Regions from separate parts of the Mus musculus genome. Here region 1 is linked to region 2. The links are chromatin contacts, called in public HiChIP or PLAC-seq maps. All regions are on one chromosome and are shown on one strand. Each heading gives the region's core, a stretch centred on a gene start, on an enhancer-like site or on the middle of the called end of the contact. The rest is flanking DNA. Distances are from core to core; before and after follow the strand shown.

Region 1 (3,302 bases), core at 129-2,628, 47 kb after region 2:
ACCACTGAGATAAATATTTCAGAGTCTCAGAGAACCAGACACCTGCCAGACCTTCCATGACAGCTCTCCCCACTTATCCGGTGTTTAGGTTGACCCTCAGCCCCATGGGTACCACCACCCATAGGCCACAGTGGAGTGAGTGACTGGGGAAGGATGCCCCGGGGAACAAGACCTGGTGAAGACAGTCCAGGCTCTGCCTTGGCAGAGAGCCTTCCATTCCTTCCTCCTTTTCTGGTTCCCTCCTGGCCCTCCCAAACCTGCTTTCCCTTTTCCCATTTCCCTGTTTCTTTTTTTTTTTTTTTTTTTTTTTTATTTTTTATTCTGACCTAAAGAGGTCACCAGGGCCAGGCAAGACAGCTTTCACCTGTAATACTCCCAGCACTTAAGGATCTGAGGCAACAAGTTCAAGGCTTGACTGGGCTACTGAGTGAAACTGTCTCAAATAAATAAATAAATAAATAAATAAATAAATAAATAAACCAACCAACCAACCAACCAACCAACCAACCAACCACAGTTCATCAGCTTGACTGTACTTTCTGGTAGGCTTCTGAATTACAGAGCAAAGGAACAGGAGCAGGCCAGGTTAGGAGTAGGAATGGCTTCTTCTTTAGACCTTAGGTTGGCCCGCTGGCTTCTCTGAGCTAGGGCTCCCTCCTCCCACCCCCCACCTTAGACAGATTCTCATCACCAGTTTTTACGCAGCCTGGTGACGCCAGGGCAAGCTCGAACAGCCCCGGGTGGGTTCCAAGCCTCTGGCTGGCTCCCTCCCTCCCTCTCCCCACCAGCTGAGGACCATGACCGCCTCCATTCTCACTTGCTGCACGGCCACTCTGGGGCCCCGGAGTGGGGGACACGTCCTCAGACAAACAAGCCACTCAGCCACTGAGAGGAGCACCCTACAAGAAGCGGGTCAGCTCGCGGGTGCGCACCGAATGCGGTTGCGCCACAAGCCCGGGCCATATGTCCTGCCCGGGCGCACATGGAAAGTGAAGACCGGAACAGGCAGAACGAAAGGACCCTAGCCTGGCTCCGGAGCACGACCGGAGTCGGCCCGCGCGTGCCAGAAAAGTTCGGGCGCCTGGGCGCAGCGCCGCCCCAGGCCACTTCCATTCCCCGCCGGTCTCGGGTCCCCACCTCCAACGGCCGCAGCCCCCTCACTTGCCTGCGCTGTTCCGGACCGTGAGATCCGCCTGGGCCTCCGGGCGCTGGCGAGGACTGGGCTGGGCCGGGCTGGACTGGGGCTCCGTGCCCCGCCCCGTCTCTCTCCGCCGCCAGTGGGGAGGAGCCGCCCGGCACCCCGAGACCTCCAGGGAGCGCTGGGGTCCCCTCCAGACCTCAACCACGACCCAGGTGTGAGTGGTTCACATTTACTGGAAGCAACGCCGGTTCGCAGCGAAAACCCAAACTCACTGGGAAAAAAATAACTTCTTTCCATGAATTCCAGACTCCACCCCAGTAAGAAGTGCTATTTATGCGTCATCAGTGCCTACATATCAGCGATTTGCGCTAGGGGCTTTAGAGCTAATCCTGTTGTCTTAAAAGTTGTTATTGGGTTTGTTTTTTTGTTTGTTTGTATTCTGGGTAAAAGAGCGATGTCGCTATGTACCTCAGGCTGGTCTCCAGCACTTGTCACCCGGCCTCAGCCCAAGTGTTGCAATTACTGACCCTGGTTTCACATAGTCAGATTTCACTGATTTTTTTTCCCTCTTTTTCTTTTTTGTCACTAACTGATCTTCAGCACTTTCGGTCTAGGGGCGTAGGTCAGTGGTAGATCTCTGGCTTTCCATGTGAGAGACCCAGCTGGGTTTCATCCCCATGCCAGGAAAACCAAACAACAAAAGAATAGTTTCAATGATGCACAATATTGTATCACATGGCTATGCTATGTTTATATCAATTCATTCTTAAAACTTCTTATTTCGTGAAAAAAAAATTTAAGTCACAAAAAAAAGAAAGAAAAAAAAAGAAAAGAAAAATTTAAGTCACAAAAAAGTCTGTGGTGACTAAGAATTCTGTGCTTGTAAGCTAACCGCCCTTTTCAAATGTAAAACTTCAAACACAGGCATGAGACTCCGAAGCTATGCTTGGAATCAGTCATGTGTCACTTAATGACAGGGATGTGCTAGGTTAGGAAATTTCTGTTTTGCAAACCTCATGGTGTGTTTACACTAACAGCTCACTATGTGTGACTGGGAAGTAAAAATAATCTTATAGCAGTTGGCAGTATGCTGGCTTAGGGTGCGAGCAGTCCTGGGTTCCATCTCCAGCACTGCATAAACAGTGGAAGTGGCATGTGCCCGTAATGCCAGATATTTTGGGAATGTTAATAATAAAATAACTTACCTCAAAGAGGTTAAGAGGAGCCAAATATGTGGCCATGGTCAGAGAAAACCAATATAGGTTATCCAAAAGTCTGTGTTCCAACATGGGAATCGTTTGGTGAAGTTTTGAGGAGGTTGGAAAGTCATCTTAATTAGGGTTTTATTGCTGTAAACAAACACCATGACCAAGGCAGCTCTTATAAGGACAGCATTTAATTGGAGCTGACTTACAGGTTCAGAGGTTCAGGCAATTATCATCAAGGCGGCATCCAGGCAGGCGTGGTGCAGGAGGAGCTGAGAGTTCTAAGTCTTCATCTGAAAGTCACTAGAAGACTGGCTTCCAGGCAGCTAGGATGAAGGTCCTAAAGCCCATGCCCACAGTGACACACTTCCTCCAACAATGCCACACCTACTCTAACAAGGCCAAACCTCCAAATAGTGCCACTCCCTGGGCCAAGTACATTCAAACCACCACAGGGGTGTTTTGATTTGGTTTTGGTTTTGTTTTAAGGGTCTCACCATGTAACTCTAGTTGACTTGGGATTCAGTATGGAGACTAGGCTACCCTGGAACTCAGAGAGACTGCCTACCTCTGCTTCTTGAGTGTTGGGATTAAAGGTGTGCATAACCATACTAAGTTTGATAAAGTTTTTATATCGGTAGAAAAGAAAGTGTTAGTTGAGGCACTTTTCAAATGGACATTTGGAAAAACTAAGTAGGAAGTTATAGCAAAATGGATCATCTCAACTATAGCTCTAGGCCTCAGGGCTGTGTGATGAGACTCAGCCTTTGGGTTGATAGAAGGGTTTCATCTATTAGTCACTGAATGTTAGGCCACAGAGGTAGGCAAGGAATGGCTATTTAGGGGCTGAAGACAACCCAAGATCAATTGTAACGAGGCTCTGGACCAGCAAACATTCCACCCTCTACACAGTCACTGGAATTCTAGTCTCTTAATCAGCCTGCTCAAAGGCTCTG
Region 2 (3,530 bases), core at 473-2,972:
TCGTGGTTGTCAGCCGCCTTGTAGTATGAGAATTAAACTCTTGCCTTCTGGAAGGGCAGCCAGTGCTCTTAACCACTGAGCAGTCTCTATGCTCAGGGCACCATTTTTCTGAATTCTTTTACTGAAAAGCACTTCCCTTCGCCTGGGGAGATAGATAGTTCAGCTCTTCAGTAAGATACTTACTGCTTTCTCAGGGAATTCGAGTTCAGTTCTCAACTCACATGCCAGCTCACAACTGTCTGTAACTCCACTTCCAGGGCATTGGGCACACATGTGCACAGGTTTATGGACAGACAAAACACCCCATAGATATCAAATTAAATAAACACATAAACAAATTTTAAAGATGTCCCAGATAATTCAGACACCATAGGCTAAACATAAAGAGTTTTTTTTTTTAAATAAGTGACATTCTAAGAATAACTTAAAATGCCTAGTATATACAAGATAAATGAATCTAGCTTTGTTAATTTCTTTTCCTTGGGAATACGTTTATTGCCCTGCCTTTCCTGACTCCAAATACTATCTCTGGCTTACCTGTGTTTTATTGATTAGAAACTTTGGACTTCACCCTTCCACTTGCAGGTGAGGTTAGGAACAGTTCTTCTAATGCTGTTCTTACTTCCTGAGTTTTGTGCCCTCAGGTATGTGGAATCTAAGAAAGACAGAGTCACAGTAGTCTTCAGCACGGTTTTTAAAGATGACGACGATGTGGTCATCGGAAAGGTGTTCATGCAGGTACGGAGCAAAAATCTAGAGGGGAAATTGTGCTGTAGGAAGTTCAATCTTCACATACTATGTACACAGCCACCAGATGGTCTGGACTTGAAGCTCAGCGGTAGAGCATTGCATTGCCTGATATGCATAAGGTCCCAGGTTTGCCTCCATTGCCTGGGCAATTGGTAACAGAAATAGAACAACATACATGTCATATACTCCAAGGCCTAGAAAAGATCAGTTCTGTTAGTGTTGAAACTTGAAAATGTAATGAACAACCTGTCTTCGTTTGTTTCTTTGTTGCTATGATAAAACACTGGCCAAAACAACTTGGAAGAAAGGGGTTTATTTCACCTTAGACGTCCAGGTCACAGTCCACCTCTGAAGGAAGTCCTGATAGCTCAAAACCTAGAAGCAGGAACCGAAGCAGACACCCTGAGAAGTGTTGCTTTCTGGCTTCATCCCCATGGCTTGCTCAGCCTGGTTCTTTATGTAATCCAGAACCAGCAGCTCAGGGCGTCACTCTACAGGAAGAGCTGGGTCCCTACAAATCAGTCATTAATCAGAAACACACCCCACTAGCATACCTACAGCACAGTCCTAACAAAGACAGTTTCTCCACGAGGTTCCCCTGCCCTGATATGTCTAGGTTTATGTCAAGTTGACAAAAGCCAACCAGCATGGCCCCCCACCCAAACCCGAATGCCTGTTTCTTGTTGATGGCTCTGACAGGACAAGGCAAGAGGGTGGATTAGTTTTGACTGAATAGTAACTATCCTTCCTTCCTTCTATGATGGAGTCCTTGGTCTGAAGTGTGGTCTCATTTCCTTATGTCTGTGTTTGCTCAGTTTTGTAGCAAGGCCTACTGGTTTAGGTCCCTTGCCTTTCAGAGTGGTTAGTAATGAATTCCAGAGTAGGAGATAACAAACAGTGGATGGAGCTGTAGCCTGATTGACAGGAGAGCGGTGCCAGGGGCTAAGGGAGTGGCCGGAGCCTGCCTCCTGCTGGGAAGTCTTGTGATTTAGAAGAGCATCTTGTCCTTGGGGTTTTGGTGCAATGGGACTCGGCATATTCTAGACCCTTCTTGAGTGTCGTTTTGTCTGCTGGCCAGTCACTGTCTTCAGGCACTGAGAGCTTACTGGTCAGGAGGTATTCAGGCACTGCCTTCTGAGGTAGGTCAACATTCCAAGTTTAATACATTGGTTAGTTTTTTTAAAGCTTTAATACATTTACCTATCCTTGGCAGAAGGTGAATGCGGTTTTATTTTTTTAATTCTGAAGCAGCCAGGCTCGTGGCCCAGCCTCTAATCCAGCCACTTAGAGGCCTGAGGCAGGAGGATTACTTTACTGCACAATGGCCTAGGCTATAGATAGTAAGGCCTTACGTCAATTTTTTTTTCCTTAGGAAGAAAATTCTGAAACAGGCTCTCCTCCCCTCCCCCGCATTGACCTGAAAGACAGTTGTGCCTCTCACAGCTGCCCCTACCTAGCCAGGGCCACGTTCAAAACGCTGTCCTCAGTAACAGCCTTGTACTGGGACTAACTAATCAGATACTGGTTTAGGAGTCCCTGTGCAGAGAAACTTGAAGGTTGACACTTGGGCATTTGATAGTTCTCGGCTTACTAAAGAAAACGAAAATCTCAATATCTGACTCGTAGCAGCCCTTAGATAGACATTTCATAATATTTTTTCTGCAGAATTAATGGGAACTAAATACATTAGTTAAGAAATTGGGCTAGGGCTGGTGAGATGGCTCAGTGGGTAAGAGCACCCGACCGCTCTTCCGAAGGTCAGGAGTTCAAATCCCAGCAACCACATGGTGGCTCACAACCATCCGTAATGAGATCTGACTCCCTCTTCTAGAGTGTCTGAGGACAGCTACAGTGTACTTACATATAATAAATAATAAATAAATCTAAAAAAATAAATAAATAAAATGCTAAAAAAAAAAAAAGAAATTGGGCTAAATGTAGACTAGCAACTAATTTTAAAAACTATGAAGTATGCATTTAGATTTGGCTGGTTTGGAGGGTATGTGTGTGTAATTTTTTGTAAGTCTTTTTCCACTTTGTGCCTGGAAAATTTCAAGCTATTTTTATACCTCAAACAAATGTTACCCCCTAGAGTTTACTGCAGGATTTTGTAAATGTTCTTTTTGTGTGTGTAGAGGAGAATATGAATTTAGGCTCTTCAACATTCATGTGGCAAGACAGTTACCTAAAACGGAAAGCAAACCTACTGTAGTAGTTTTGGTTTTGGGTCTTTGTTCGTGCTGCCAGTATTTCTAGCCAGTGATGTGCGACCCATCTCCTCTGCCATCTTCTCCATACCAGAGGCTAGAGTGACTCGCTTTGGTGACCACAAAGACCAAGTTAATCAAGTAGGATTTTTCCTGAGTCCAGGAAAAGTTAGTTTTGTTCTGCACAGAGACAGGGTTTCTCTGTGTAGCCGTAGCTGCCCTGGAACTCACTCTGTAGACCAGGCTGGCCTCAAGCTCAGAAATCTGCCTGCCTCTGCCTCACAAGTGCTAGGATTAAAGGTGTGTGCCACCACTGCCTGGCTGTTTTCTTAAAGCAGGCAGCCTCTCACTGTGCAGCCCAGGCTAGCCTGGAGCTCATGTGTTTACCTAGCTATCTTCACATTTGGAGCAGTCCATTCCCCCCACCACCCATGTGCTGGAATTAGAGGATCTGTCACCACATCTGACAATTGCTTGTGTCAAGACACACACTTTGTTACATTGGGACCAGTAAGAAAAGCATGAAATTTGCGTTTCATTTTTACACAGGGGCCATGTTGACCTTGTAATGTA

What was found. HiChIP or PLAC-seq counts read pairs in DNA pulled down with a chosen protein or histone mark.
Region 1: a contact with region 2 is called in an H3K27ac HiChIP or PLAC-seq map of embryonic stem cells, with 13 read pairs. The contact joins the promoter of Tmbim1 here to the enhancer-like site in region 2. A contact is called at or near these places in 5 of 39 promoter capture datasets (the HPC-7 cell line, embryonic stem cells, macrophages and 2 more), 1 of 15 datasets of contacts at CTCF or cohesin (the NIH/3T3 cell line), 5 of 115 datasets of contacts at active chromatin or transcription factors (the SCID.adh cell line, embryonic stem cells, extraembryonic endoderm stem cells and 1 more) and 3 of 9 other capture datasets (adipose tissue, liver and pancreatic islet).

The regions. Positions count from the first base shown.
Region 1 is chr1:74,302,958-74,306,259 of GRCm38.p6, forward strand. Tmbim1 (transmembrane BAX inhibitor motif containing 1) reads right to left here and starts at 1,379. Exons shown (of 12, transcript NM_027154.5): 1 at 1,166-1,379. All of the region lies in intron 2 of Pnkd (paroxysmal nonkinesiogenic dyskinesia), which reads left to right.
Region 2 is chr1:74,255,314-74,258,843 of GRCm38.p6, forward strand. Arpc2 (actin related protein 2/3 complex, subunit 2) reads left to right here. Exons shown (of 10, transcript NM_029711.2): 6 at 645-738. Among named protein-coding and RNA genes, the nearest start is that of Arpc2, 21 kb to the left of the region's middle. Within about 2 kb of position 1,723, at least 23 of the 459 cell types and tissues checked have an H3K27ac peak or open chromatin away from gene starts, as enhancers often do. A contact at or near this core is called in embryonic stem cells and extraembryonic endoderm stem cells, where this site is marked.